Regions from separate parts of the Zea mays genome. Here regions 2 and 3 are each linked to region 1. Evidence: chromatin contacts called from public Hi-C and HiChIP or PLAC-seq data. All regions are on one chromosome and are shown on one strand. The core of a region is the stretch at or near the end of the contact, and the rest is flanking DNA. Distances in the headings are between cores, read along the strand shown. Region 1 holds the start of LOC107546759. Region 2 has its middle 26 kb from the start of LOC118472059. Region 3 holds the start of LOC100280115.

Region 1 (4,884 bases), core at 1,821-4,320:
GGTCATCCGAAAGCCCACGGCGGCCATGTTGGGCATCCACGACCGAAAAAGGACAGAAAGTTTCCCGCAACTTTCTTTTGATCGTCAGATCCCGGTCCCAGCGTCTTCTATATACAACCAGTTTCTTCTTTTTTGAAACGGACCATGCGTAAATCAAATCAAGCATCACTCTTGGTACAAATCTTACAAGTACCCATGATAGTTTTATAAAACAACCCTAACATAATGTATTAGGTTTCAAAAAGGAGCATATATAGTTTCTTCTTGCAGCCTGTTCTTTTGATGTTTATAAATATTCGAAACTTCAAAACTACACACCGGAATTGAGAGTTTTTTTAATTGAAAATTTGTTTACGTGAATAATATTACGGACCCTTGGACATGCATACATAGATCTCATATCTCCAGCCGTATACGTCGCTGTTGTTAGACAAAGGGATCGGAGGGAACTGATGGATCACGATCCAAAGCACCCTTTTTATTCCATTCAGTCGCTAGCTGTAATCACCTCGTTCTGTCTGACCAGACGTCCGTCCGGCAAACCAGCTGCTACAGCCTACAGAAAGGACAGCCACGTACGCAAATCACATCGCCGTAGCGAGTCGAGGATCCTCTGCTAATCACAGGGTTTGCCGCTTCTCTGACCGCCGGCCGTCTGCGTACGTCGTCGGCGCGTGTGACATGGTATAAGGTCACGGATGGCACGTTTGATTTTGGTCATGACCGAGCGATAGACATCTCGCATCAACACGCACACCACCCTGCCCCGTCGTCGTCTAATAGTGCAGGAAGCAGCTGCCATTATTATGGTGCATATGGTGCTACTATGCTACTCCTAGCTAGGTAGCTCGTGGCACGTACGTACACTTGCGCGGTTGCACCTGCCCAATCCTGTTGTTCGTTACTCCTTATGCACATGATCGATGTTGTTCTGACCAGAGAGTTATTATTAATCATGCATGATCGGTTGCACATTGGATATGCATGTGTACATTTCTTGAACAAAAAAAAAAGAATAATAATCATGAATCGCCCAGTGTACGTACAGACTCATCACAGGCTAAAATCGTGGCACAAAGAAACGAAAGAGAAAAGAAAGAATAACGCGGCCAAATAAAATAAAAAAGAATGAAAATCAGCAATGGTCTCATATGCGGGTTGATCGATGTGTGACGGCACGCTGGCCCCCCCCCCCCAGCTCTCCCCTCTCCCCTGAAATGAGTACTAGTCCTGACAGCGGCGCTCCACCCACCAAATCGCCCGGAATCATCATCGCCTCCGCCGCTCCCTTCCAACGCACTCCACACTTTCCACGCAAAAAGCCACGGCCCTCTTAGCTGGCCATGTCGAGGAATCCAGACCGTCCGTCCGTGTCGCACGAATCTCGAAACTGACCACTGCCACTGATGTCTGTCTATGCTATGGTATACGTAGACGTCTGTCTAGTTGGGCTTCCGGCAGTTGGCGCGGATCTCGCCGCTGGAGCCGGTGAGCGGGCCGATGCTGCCCATCTTGAGGACGGCCGTGACGAAGTCCCGCGAGAAGGCGGCGCCGTTGCGCGCGTACTGCGCCGTGATGGAGTCGACGGCGCCGCCACCGGCGCCGAAGAGCTCCTGGTCGGAGTGGAGCAGGCCGAACTGGGCCACGAGGTTGCGGAAGTAGCCGTTGTCGAACCTGACGGAGCTCATGGCGTCCAGCGGCGCCAGGTTGCCGTCGCTGGCCCCGGCCTGCGCCTGGCAGATCTGCCTCCGCTTCGCCGCGAACCCGGCGCTGATGTTGGTGTCGTTGTACACGCGGGAACGGAAGGTGGCGCACCGCGCCGCGCCGATCGTGTGCGCGCCCGACAGCGCCACCAGGTCCCGCGAGTCCAGCCCCTTGGACGCGAACGCCGACACCAGCGCCGCCGCGCTCGACGACGGCGACGGCAGGTTGCTGTTCGCCGCCGACTGGCTCGCCGTGCGCGTGTCCCGGCGACCCAGCTGCACCGCCCACGTCGGACCGCTCAGCTGCATTAATTAATATTGCAGTGCAGTGTTTGTCATACATCGTGTCAGTGAAATGCTACTGTCCTACGTTACACTGCAACCAAATCCAAATGTAAACAACTGCTTTGTCGTCGATCTCGAGTGTTACTTGTTACTGTGACTGTGAGTATATGTGGTGACTGACAAACGGAACAGCTACCGACGTACAGTAGCCACATGCACGACTGCTGAGCGAGCGAGCGTTTGACGACAGAACGGTTGGTGAAGGCTTGCTGGCCCGCACGTTGCTGACCAGCTTGTTTGACGGGACCGATCCAGCCGAGTTGCATGCAATGCATGGGTATGGCTATGCTTTTTTTTTCTTCCTTTCTTTTTTTTACTGATGACTGATGGATGGACATGCATGCATCGTGGCAGCAATCAGCACGGGGTGTCGGCAGGTGGTGTAGTACTCTGTACTGGTAGCGCCAGCCAGCCAGCAGTGGTCGGGGCGACCGTGCGATGATCGATACCAGGCAAACAAAGGATAAGGATGCATGGCTCACTGACCAGGTTGACGCCGTCGCGCGCGGCGAGGGCGAGGATGTCGGCGCAGGAGACGGTGCCGGGGCAGGCGGCCTCCACCTGGGACTTGATGGAGTCGATGACCTCGAAGCCGCGCAGGGAGTTGGCGTTGGGCCCCGCGTTCTTCTCCCCCGTCAGCGTCGGCGAGTCGTCGAGGAGCACGGACGCGTCGCACCCCTGCATGGGCAATAATAATAATAATAATGGAGTGTTGGATGGATGGCGCGGCGCGACGCATACTGACGACCAGCAGCAAGCCCAAGGCGCCACGACATGCATGCTTACCTGGACGAAGCAGTCGTGGAAGAAGAGGCGGAGGATGGAGGCCCCCATCCGCGGCTCCTGCTGCACGGCGGCGGCCATCCCGGCCCGCACGATGGCCTGCAGGCTGGGGCAGCTCGCGTCGTAGAACGTCGGCGACAGCTGCGCCATGGCGCCGAGCGCCAGCGCGCACGCCACGGCCAGTCTCGCCAGTAGCAAGGTCGCCGGCGCCATGGAAGATTGATTTGGGATTGGGTTAGCTGTGCTGTCGTCGATGGTGTCCCAGCACACACTGCGCTTCTGAGTTATATAGTGCCCTGTGCCCCATCGCGCGCGGTGGTTACGTAGTACATCTGTACATGCGTGGGCCGACACGCCACAGGGCCGGCAGAGTTTCCAGTCCGTGAGCGCATGGCGCGCGCCCTACCCTGCAGGATCAAATTGCCCGGTTACTTAAAACACTTCAACTGCAATACATGTCTGTCTCTATCCGTCTTGCCTTTAGATCGGCTGGAAGCCATAGCCAGGCCAGTGGTACAATGTGCATGTGCGGCGCGCGTACATCCGCCGTGTTACTACGGTGCTGTTTGGTACCGAAACTCTAAGGCATGGTACTCCTATCGTCCTACCGACGTGGTATATCGAGGCTAATTTTAAGATGTGTTTGATTGGATGTACAATAGAAGGGGCAGTCACAGTTTCTGTATTGTTTGAACGAGAGTCACGTGGGAACGAGTTAAACATTGGATTAATTTTTAGTGGCGGCGTGATGCTAAAAAATCGAGGAGACGGTGTCGTCCACACATCATCATTCCACTTTAATCTCAAACCAAATACATTCTTAAAGATCATCTCTCTGTAATTTTGATTTTAAAGGCAGATGGTAGTTCGTGGTAATAAGGCATATTGAACTAATGTTTAATATAACGATGGAAGAATAAAGTACGAAAAAAAAACTTATAGCATATGTTTAGTTTATAAAAGATAACGACATTACAGCCAAACAAATAAAATAACTATTACAGTTATCTCTGATAAAACAATAATACTTTAATTTCTAGGTATATTCTTGACGCAAAATCTTTAAGAAACCGTAATGTGAGATCAATGTTTTCTGAAATAACCTTCGCGGCTATTACCAAACCATTGTTTCATGTCACAATATCCAAACTTATCATTTCATATTTACTATAGAAGATATAATTGTCCCTATATGTAGTATCATGTGTTTCTTTATAGTCCCCACAATACAATTAAATACTAGATATGTAACAATACAATTAAATGCTAGATATGTATAAGACTATAGGAGTATGAATTGTGGGCCACTTAGATGGTTCAGGTTTCAATGCCTATGTTCTCGTGTCTAAGTAGTATCTCCCTCACGATATCACTTTTATTCTCTTCCCTCTTTACTCACATGCCACATCATATTTCTATCCTACATAGCGTATATTAAATGAGCATTGACACCACGCACTGGGAATAGCCTTGAAAGGCGCCTAGAGGGGGGTTGAATTGGCGAAATCTAAAGTTTTACTTAAACAAACTGTTGGGGGCCTTCGGCTTCCGAAGGTCCTCAAAAACATGATTTAACAATGTTTCTGGAGTATAATACATGAATAGATACCTTCGGACTTAGATCCTTCGGACTTGGATCAAAACCATAGTGTGAAGAAGTACAAGGAATACGAAGGATGACGCAGAGCCGAAGCTATGTGCAGGGGAGCTTCGGCATGATAGCAGAAAAGGAAACTGACTTAAAGATGAAAAGGCTATTTAGACCTCGATGGATTGCTATAGAGTTATTAGCAAATGTAAAGGGCATGGGTGTAATTTTACATGGGCTGTGTCCCGTGCCTATAAATAGATGAACAGTGCTCCCGTACTGTTCACGCTGACTTGGCATTTGCTTTTGCGTCACGCTTGTACTTTTACCTTCTCTCAGGCCGAAGCATTTGAGAACAAGTCCCCAACATTGGCGTCCACCTCCGGTGAATCCTTTTCGACCACCTTCGGCAAGCATTTGACCTTCGTCATGCCACCGAAGAAAGCTTCAGCGACAGGGGCTGCT
Region 2 (4,566 bases), core at 362-2,861, 190 kb after region 1:
CTAAACCCTCGTGTCCTCGTGTTCATCCACCTTCCAACGGACACGCAAACCGCTTAGGCCCCTCCTCATCTTAGGATTTAGGGCGGGTGCGTTCCGCCACCCGGCCGGTGGAATTCTTCCCACCGACAGATCTGTTCAAGTATCTTGGGCGGCCTCCATCTCCTCTCCCTATGAAAGGTTCCTAGATCTCTTTATACATGGAGGGGCTACAGCTACATGTCGGTTATGAGCTATATACCTAATCGACTTACAATCCGAGTATTAGTTATATCAAAAACCATAACAAATCAAAACTTATTCACTTGTAAGAAATATTATATCTTGTACCATACCCTCTTTGGGATGCTAATTGGTGCTCTGTTCAGATGTTTTGTTTTGCTATACTCCTGGGATCATGTGGTACATATTTACCATAGTATAGCCCATGTACCATGAGTGCCCCTACCTAGACAACCACCTGGTACCTAGGTGTCAAGATAAGGCTTCTCTCCATCATATTAAATGTGATAGACAACATTACAGTAAGGAGGTGCATTGTGGCCATGACATAGGCCACATGCATACCCAAGGCCATTGTGCAAGGCGTGTGACCATTCCTAGAGATAAAACAATGGGCAATAGGCCTACCCAAGGCCTTTGCGCAGTGCGTGCTATTGCCCTTATAGACACAAGTGAACATACTAATGTATTTGTACACATTATAAAGTACCAGCAGTTGTACTGATTACCAACTGTCATACCCCAACGACATATGGTCTCTAGAGCCTACCACTCTCAATATTGTGGCAATGCCAATATATGCACCGTGTATGACTCTATGTTCGAGAGAAGATAGTTGAGCCTATATTGGGCAAGGCTTAGACCTTGTTTGTTTCAAATTATAATCTCTCCAGATTATATAATCTAGCGTAAATAATTCATTAGGTAAACAAACAACTACATTATGAGTTCAGATTATATAATCTAAACCTAGATTATGATAATCTCATAATCTACTCAAGAGTAGCTTATTTGAGATTATTTTGGCAAAAGACCCACTACCCATGGTTATGTAAATAGAAATTACAATATATGCCATCCTTCTTTTCTCATCTTAAATAAACAAACAAGGGTATTGTTGTCTTTGTGAATAATCTACATTTGTATAATCTAAACTATCAAACAACTACATATAAATTATAATATATCTAGATTATAATCTGAATTATATAATTTAGCTTATAATCCAGATTATATAATCTATAAGCTGAAACAAACAGGTCCTTAGTACCCGGCAGGTATATACCACTCTCTTCTCTCATGAGCTATAAAAAGAGTGAGAGGTAGAGCAGCATAGTTGGGGGTTTGGAGAGGCTTCTCTCTATATCTCATATGTGCTAGTAGTTTGGCAGTATTTAGGTTCAGCGTGCCTTAGTACACTGATGTGTCGTCGTTACCACTTGCCGGCAGGTTAGACGAATATCCTCGTGGCTTTGCAAAAGCATCGACAGAACCAGCACACTCTTATATATAATTCTGTTTGCAATTGAGTGGTTAGGTACGTCGTACGTAGGCACAGCCGCACACAGGTGTCTCTGTCCTACACTGCCGCCGACTGCCCTACTCCAAACACACGCTTTTGGAGAGGCTAGCTGCACACATGTGAGTAGCAGAGACAGCCGACGAAAGCCAGTGCTGACCAGACCAGCGTCCAGCCCAGCGGCAACGAAGGGATCGTACCGTGCCTCTCTGCGATCACATCCACCAGCAAATGATTTGGCTTTGGGTCGTCTCGCAGCTGGTTTCATGGCCTGGCCTCTGGTTGGGCTGGCGCTATCAACCTCCTCCCATTGTCATGTGACCTGTTGTTGTTGTTGTTGTGAATAATCAATCAAGCTGCGGCTATCAGAGGAGCGCTAGCTGCGTTAATCATGAACAGCATCTCCAGCGCTTTACCGCCTTTTCCTTTTGCAATTGCACCCTACAAACATATCCAGGGAAGCATGCGAAAGAGGATAAGCGTGTGCTAATCCTTTTCCGGGGTCAAATGGTCTATCCACATGAGCATTACAGACCTATTTGGTTGATGTGTGTCATGATAGGACCCAGCAATAAATCCAGGTCACCTTCAGCTACACGAAAATCGATCAAAACGCTAAATTTTAGTTTCGCCACATAGGATGTTTGGATGCTAGTTAACAGTATTAAATGTAATCTAATTATAAAACTATGTGTTGAGCATTAAAAAAGGCAGCCAAGGTCTACGGTCCGCACTGTCCGTCGTGGCGGCGCGGACGGCTCGCGCGAGAATAGAATCAGTTTAGGTTTCTGATTTCTTGCATGATTTGTTAGCAAACTCGACAGGATTTTGCTTGGGAACTAACTTATAACGTGTCCAGACCTTCCCCTTGTATAAACGAAGGGGTACGACTGGTTCATGCCCCCACAATCGATCCAACCAAACTAATTTACCATATTTATCTTATTTGCATTCACCTCTCTTCAGCTCGACATCGTCTAGAGTTGTCTTGGGTGGTCTACCGATCCCAAGTCAATCCTAAGATCTCTCCTCCCCGATGGAGTCCCTCCCAGGAGGCGAGATCTAGGTTTATGTGAAGAAGACTCTACTCCATCGCGGACCGTTTAGTCCCAGGTAGAGAAGGAGCAGCTCCTGCAGCGTGGTCGTGGACAGTCCAGCCCTCGGTCACGGACCGTCTGTGCTCCTGCAGAGAGCACCATTAGGTGGTTCATCCCTAGCGTCTGCCCATAAATTAGAGCCAACACACCTTTTGGCGACTCCGCTAGGGACAAGCGCAAGCGCATTCTAGATCTATTATAATCGTGCGCAAAGGTCTGTTCTAAATATGGCACCGACGCTAGCCAAGGCAACTGTTGAGAGTCTGTCGGCCAACGAGCAACATCGATATCAGGATCTCATGAGCCAAGTGGAAAAGGACACACGCCGCCAACTCACCAAGGTTCATGAGGAGGCGAAAGAGATATTCTTATCACAATTCATGGTGGATCGCCATCAGAAGATTATCAAGCATGGAGGGATCAAGATTGCATCTGCATTGAGTAATGTAAGAGTGAGATGAAACATCTCAGCAAGCGAATTGTTTTGACGAGATATTTAAACCACAAATTGAATTAATCAACATTTTAAAAAATCACAATTAAGATAAGAAATACTTGTAGATATAGAACTCAGTAGTCCCAATATAACCAATACCATCTCATTTCCTCGAACAACCACAATATATTCTATAACACTTCCCTGCGTCAACAAAACCTGCAAATATCACTTCAATGTATGCATAGGAATGCAAAGTGTAGGTACTCTGTCTTCATACCTCTGAGGGTATAAAACCACATCATCTGCAAATATCACTTCAATGAATGCATACGAATGCAATGCCTTCATACCTCTAAGGGTATGAAGCCGCATCGTACCCCTCCTCGGGCAACGTATGATGCTAAGTTGTACCGGTACGGTCGGACCATAGGTCACGACCCAACTTCAGATGCAAGTGAATAATGCAATATATATGGCATGCTGCATTTATCAATATACTTCACTTCCTTCACATACAATACAACCTCAAATAATACTTCATTTACCTTTAGATACAATACCAACCACAAATAATACTTCATTTACCTTCAGGGGTGTGAATTAATCTCATGGGTCATACTCAAATCATAATCATCATCAATATATGGTTGAGCATCAGTATAATGCAAGCAAGTAAAGCATCACCATAGAGTCCAATTATGAAAGAATCCAATACTTCTGAATATTAGAGTGTAGGCATAGAAATAACAGGTCAGAACGGAAGCAACCACCGCTACACTCACTTGCCTTCATCGAAGAAGAAGAAATGTACTATGCATGATCTGGCGTGTAGCCACCTGCTAGCGGGCATAAAACTTAGTACAAATATTTCACAAACATTTGCCAACATTCAACAAATCGCTCCTACACTTGAAACCAAGACCTGGTGGAAAGCCTCCCACCCTGAACCACATGCCATACAGCAGCAGCGATGTTTGTTAATTTTGTATCTTTAAAATTATAATAGTGGTGATATCAAACAAATAATCTAGGAGTATCTACACAAAATACCTACAACTTCGGTATTCAATGGATAATTAAATTCTGCCATCTATAAGTTCTAAAACATCTGACAAGATAACTGACTGAATCTATTTCAGACAGCAGCGTAGTTAACTTCAAAATTCGACATCTCATAAACCACTCAACCAAAAATCATGAAATTCTACTGGCAGTAAGAAATTTTATCCCTCTACAGAAGTCTCCATAGTTGGAAGAGCCAATTCGGCCATTTACCTGATGAAACCTACCAGTGAACAGACCCGCTCATTTTTGTCAGGCAAACAGGAACAAACACAGTAAAACAAACATAACTGGAGTTTCATAATTCATATGAATGCACTTTTTAACAATATGGAAAGCTTATGAAATTATCTACAACTTTTCTTACAAACCCAAGGTTGAATTCTGTTGATAAAATTGCCTAAATCTTAAGAGAACAGATTCTGCACAGAATTATGAGACTAAAAAAC
Region 3 (4,911 bases), core at 1,559-4,058, 220 kb after region 1:
CAACACTTCACTTTACCATTTTTATGTGGGGATTTGAGTTTATATTCGTATAAAATATTTATTAGTCTTGATAATTTATTTGCAATTTCATGGTGAACAAGAATATTTTATGATAAGTAATTAATGCATTATCCGACAAGTATCCGATATCCGATCAAATAATATCCGTATTTGTCACTTATCCGCCCGAATAAATATCTGATCCATGTATCTTTATCCGTCCCGTTTCTAACTATCTGTATTCGGTCTTGAATCTGTTCTAAATACATTAGGGTAGGATACATGATGAGCTAATATCCGTCCGTATCCGCTCGTTTTCACCCCTACCTAGAACCCTTCCGTTTCCATTATCCATTCCAGGGCGCAGCATAATCGACTGGACCGGGCTGGGCTAGGCCGATGTCTCAGTCCCAATTATTATTATTATTATTATTATTATTATTATTATTATTATTATTATTATTATTATTATTATTATTATTATTATTATTGAAAACCCTATGTGTCAATTAATGGGGTCTCAAGAAAATGGTTTCTGAAATAGGGGTGGAAACGAGTCGAGCTCGGATCGGCTGGTTGCGGCTCGGTAAGTAACGAGCCGAGCCTCGCTCGGCTCGCTCCTCTAGCGAGCCTGAAAAGTTGGCTCGGCTCACGAGCCGGCTCTCCAAGCCAACGAGTCTGACCATAAACATGAATTTGCTCTCCAAAATAATATAAAATCTTAAAAATAATTTAAGTAACATATTTTTTATTAGTAAAATAAATATAATACTAATATAATATAGAAATAGGTTAATTTTGTACCATAATTTCAAAAAAAACATAAACTAATCGTTTATTTAGTACCAGCAAACTATGCTAATTAACATTTTATATAACAAATTGTTGTTGGGTCGAGCCACGAGCCGCAGCGAGCCGAGTCGAGTTGGCTCGCTCTTTTCTCGAGCCAACAAAACAGACTCGGCTCGGGCTCGTTCTAAGCATCGGGCTGCTCTAAGCCGAGCCGAGCCACTGCGAGTCCGTGCCGGCTCGTCGAGCTTGAGCTTTTTTTCTAGCCTTGCTCTGGAACCTATCTCGCATTAGCATTTGATAGGAATAGGGTACACATTTTTTAATCCAATCAGCTAACTTAGGCCCTGTTTGTTTTAACTTATAGATTATATAATCTAAATTATAATTTAGATTATATAATCTGGATTATTTGCTCTGGATTAAATAAGTTAGATGTTGTTTTTTGTTAGCTCAGATTATTTGGACTTGGCTTATTATTCATATGCATACAAATACAATAATACCCTTGAATGTTTTACTTGTCTGGTGGGTGAGAACGTCTATGAACAGGTGGATGGCAATTGGAAGTAATTTTAATCAACTTGCCATGGGTAGTGGGTCTTTCATAAAAAATAAGCTGAAATAAGCACCCTTTGATGAGCTTATAGGATTATCATAATCTCAAGTGCTAGATTATATAATCCTATCAGATAAGTTGCTTGTTTGTTTCCTCACTAACTTATTTACATTGGATTATATAATCTACATAGATTATAATCCCAAACAAACAGGGTCTTAAAACCACAATATCCCAAAACCATGGTATTAAAAATACTTTGCTTCTAAACACCTTCTTAGTGCCCAAACAAATATGTCATAAAAACCGTGTAAAAATCAGATGTATCAAATACGTATATGTTTAGATTTCTTTGTCGAAAGCTTCTTTTTTAAGAGAAAGGTTACGCTTCACCTTCACATGGTTGGTCAAGGAAGTTCTCCATGTGTCGATTATGGATTGGTTAAGGGCTAGTTTGGCAGCAACGTGGGAAAAATCCCAGGGAAGATATCCATCAACGGGAATTTAGATGCCACTAAATTTTCTGGGTGGATTTTCCTTCTTGGGTGTATTTTCCCGGCGGCCACTGTTTGGGAACCAAGGGGCAAAATATCCATTTTGAGCAAAAACACTATTTTACTATATTGAATGAGAACTTTATCCATCATTCATTCATATATATATATATATATATATATATATATATATATATATATATATATATATATATATATATATATATATATATATGTGATGCTATAAACAGTACTTAAAAAATTAGGAAAAAAATCGAACAAAGTAAACTGAAGCATAATAAATTGGTTCATCCATCATCACATCCTTTTCCTGATCTTTTTCTCTCGTCTTAGCTCCTCTCGTCGCACGAGGCAGATCTAGTAAATTAATTAAGCATAAACAAAGAAAGAAGGGGATCTGACTCAGAGAATCAAGACCACGAGTCGCACGAAAAGCATGTTCTGAGGACCTCACCCTAGAACGAGTGCTCCTTGAGAGTCCCAGGGAGCAAAAGCAAACCTCTCGCCCTCTGCAGTATCTGCGACCAAGAAATCGGATTTGTTTCGGGGCTCCAAGGCAGCGGCTGGCGGACGCTGCTGCCGCGCGTGCTGCTTCTGGTGGCGAGGGGGCAGAGGCAAGGCAGCGGCTGGACGCTGCTACCGCGCGCGAGCTACTTCTGGTGGCGAGGGGGCAGAGGCAGTAACCTGAGAATCTTGGGCGCTCGCACTGTGTCGCTCGCGATGTGTTTCTTGCTGGCGCTACAGGAGCTGACCTTGTGAGGGGAAGGAGATGGAGTTGAAGACGACGATGGTGCGGCGACAGAGGTGCTCACGGGGATGGCGTCGGCGAGGCTAGGCCTAGCATCGCGGGGAGCCGGGGCGATGAGGGAGATGCTCCAAGGCAAGGTTGGCGGCGCCGTGGAAACGCCTGGCCTCCCGATGCCAGGGTTTTTTCCGACCGGAAAAGATGTTTCTCTGGAGGAAAGTCTATCGAGTGTTTGCGCTTCCAAACACGCAGAAGTAAAAACTCCTGGGAAATGTCCGCGTGGGCTTTCTTCCTGGAGAAAATGCCAGGAAACCCATGGGTTTTTATGGTACCAAACTGACCCTAAACATCGTATAATTCCGTCCGTGTCTACGTGCTCTTGGTGTCTATGACGCCTCTATTTTTCCTGCTTCCTTTTTTGAGACAAGAAAGTTTTTTCTTTTTTTTTTCTCTCTTTTTAGGCTAAGCCTATATGGCTATATCGGTTCCGATCCTCTCGAAAATACGGAGTATGAAGAAATGATGAAACGTTCGTTCCAGGCAAGAAACGTTTCTCCATCCTTGGTTGGGCACTTGAATCAGCCGAAGGGTGGTTTCAAATTGATTCTCTTCTCTTTCGCTCTCCATTACGTGTTTGCAATTGTATTTTTGTAATTATAATCATTGTTAGTGCAACAAGTTCAGATGAGTTGTATTTAAGTTGTTCTCGGTAGGATTCTATGATGCTAGAATAGCCAATCAAAGAGGTGAATGGTTGTGGAAGCTTAAAAATAATTATACCACCTCCTCCTAATCACAAGGCCAATTTGATCCACTTTTATAAATCTGGACAAATTGCTTTTACGTTAGGGAAAAAAAAACGTTGCTGAGACAAATCCATAACTCCGATCGATCTAAAATCTAAAAGATTAAACTAGATAAAATTATGAAGCAAGCCCAACTGAAACCACGTCGATCGGACTTTTGGATCTAAAGGTATAAACGAAACAATCTTATTGTTGTTCTAGAGAGTGACGAAAACTATGACGAAAACTAATCTAGATCTAACTTCGAGATTAAGAAATAAAAAATTGATCTCAAACTTTGTAGATCAGTAAATAGATACCATAGTAATGATCTAGATGAATCAAAACATCAAGAATAATTGAAAACAAAGATTCAATCTATAATCAAAACCAAAAACACAATTGATCAACAAAGAGAGGAATAATATTAACGTACTAATCTTGCATAATCAACAAGATTTGTGTGCAAAAGTGCACCTCAAAAGAATCAGAGAGTTCTCCCTTGATCTATCTAAAACAATCTAGATTTGATCTCTTAATAGATCTAATCTAATGACTATCTCTCTACCCGACCAGTACTCTTTCGTGGCCACAGCCCACAAGCGCCACTCTCCTGTGCGGGCTGCACTCAACCATCCAGCTGCGGTAATGGTATGGATATTATGCGTCTATATTCGAATTCGATCCATTTAACAGAGCTAAGATCTTATCTATATTCAAGTCCGAGTATTTAATATACGATCCGTATCTAATTTATATTCGTATCTGTATATTTAAAGTTGAATAATTAAGATATTGATATCCATTTAAATCTTATGTGATACAACTCGATAATATATGTATCTAATCTGAATCCGAAGAGAAAATATGAAAATAAATATGATACATGCAACATCCACTCGTAATCCGATTACACTCGTATACGGGCCTCTTGCTCCTGACGGGTCGCTTGGGCCTGCGTGCCACTCCGCACTGGGCCTCGCACGCGCCAGCAGTTTAGGGCAGAGCCCACACCCGCGCTAGCTTGGAGCAGCCCACCAGCCAGAGCTCGCGGTACGCGGTACGCGCTACGCGGTACGCCGACTCCAAGCCTGGACCAAGCCGCTACTGCCCACGACTTGTGGACTCACATGCATGCAAGCATCATGTACGTACACGGTGCCTTCCCCTCTTTATTATTTTTCGTTTTCCTTTTTTAGACATTTCCAATATGTCTCACCGCTATCCTTTATGCATGTCTCCACCGCATGCGATCACTACATACAACAATGTTTCAATCTTTTTCTTTTCCTTTTTTCCTAGACATTTCCAATATGTCTCACCGCTACCCTTTATACATGTCTCCACCGCATGCGATCACTACATACAACAATGCTTCAATCGAAACATCTCACACAACATCTCCAACTAAAGATCACAATATGCAATAATGCTTCGATCGAAATATCTCGCGCAACATCTTCGACTAAGGACTATTGTCGGTCCTAACATTTTAAAGGCTCGAGACAAGGCTTATAA

The links. A called contact is a pair of places that touch in the nucleus more often than the background predicts. HiChIP or PLAC-seq counts read pairs in DNA pulled down with a chosen protein or histone mark.
Region 2: a Hi-C map of ear shows a contact between it and region 1, with 2.8 times the contacts expected there. The contact joins the enhancer-like site here to the promoter of LOC107546759 in region 1. A contact is called at or near these places in 3 of 25 Hi-C or Micro-C datasets (ear and endosperm).
Region 3: a contact with region 1 is called in an H3K4me3 HiChIP or PLAC-seq map of leaf, with 7 times the contacts expected there. The contact joins the promoter of LOC100280115 here to the promoter of LOC107546759 in region 1. A contact is called at or near these places in 9 of 25 Hi-C or Micro-C datasets (bundle sheath, ear, endosperm and 3 more) and 1 of 3 datasets of contacts at active chromatin or transcription factors (leaf).

The regions. Positions count from the first base shown.
Region 1 is chr5:148,317,901-148,322,784 of Zm-B73-REFERENCE-NAM-5.0, forward strand. LOC107546759 reads right to left here and starts at 3,071. Exons shown (of 3, transcript NM_001322792.2): 1 at 2,835-3,071; 2 at 2,535-2,726; 3 at 1,194-2,006. The coding sequence starts at 3,044. The coding sequence ends at 1,443.
Region 2 is chr5:148,508,615-148,513,180 of Zm-B73-REFERENCE-NAM-5.0, forward strand. No RefSeq gene overlaps it. Among protein-coding and RNA genes, the nearest start is that of LOC118472059, 26 kb to the right of the region's middle. Within about 2 kb of position 1,612, at least 12 of the 20 cell types and tissues checked have an H3K27ac peak or open chromatin away from gene starts, as enhancers often do. A contact at or near this core is called in ear, where this site is marked.
Region 3 is chr5:148,537,593-148,542,503 of Zm-B73-REFERENCE-NAM-5.0, forward strand. LOC100280115 reads right to left here and starts at 2,809. Exons shown (of 1, transcript NM_001397554.1): 1 at 1,944-2,809. The coding sequence starts at 2,154. The coding sequence ends at 1,996.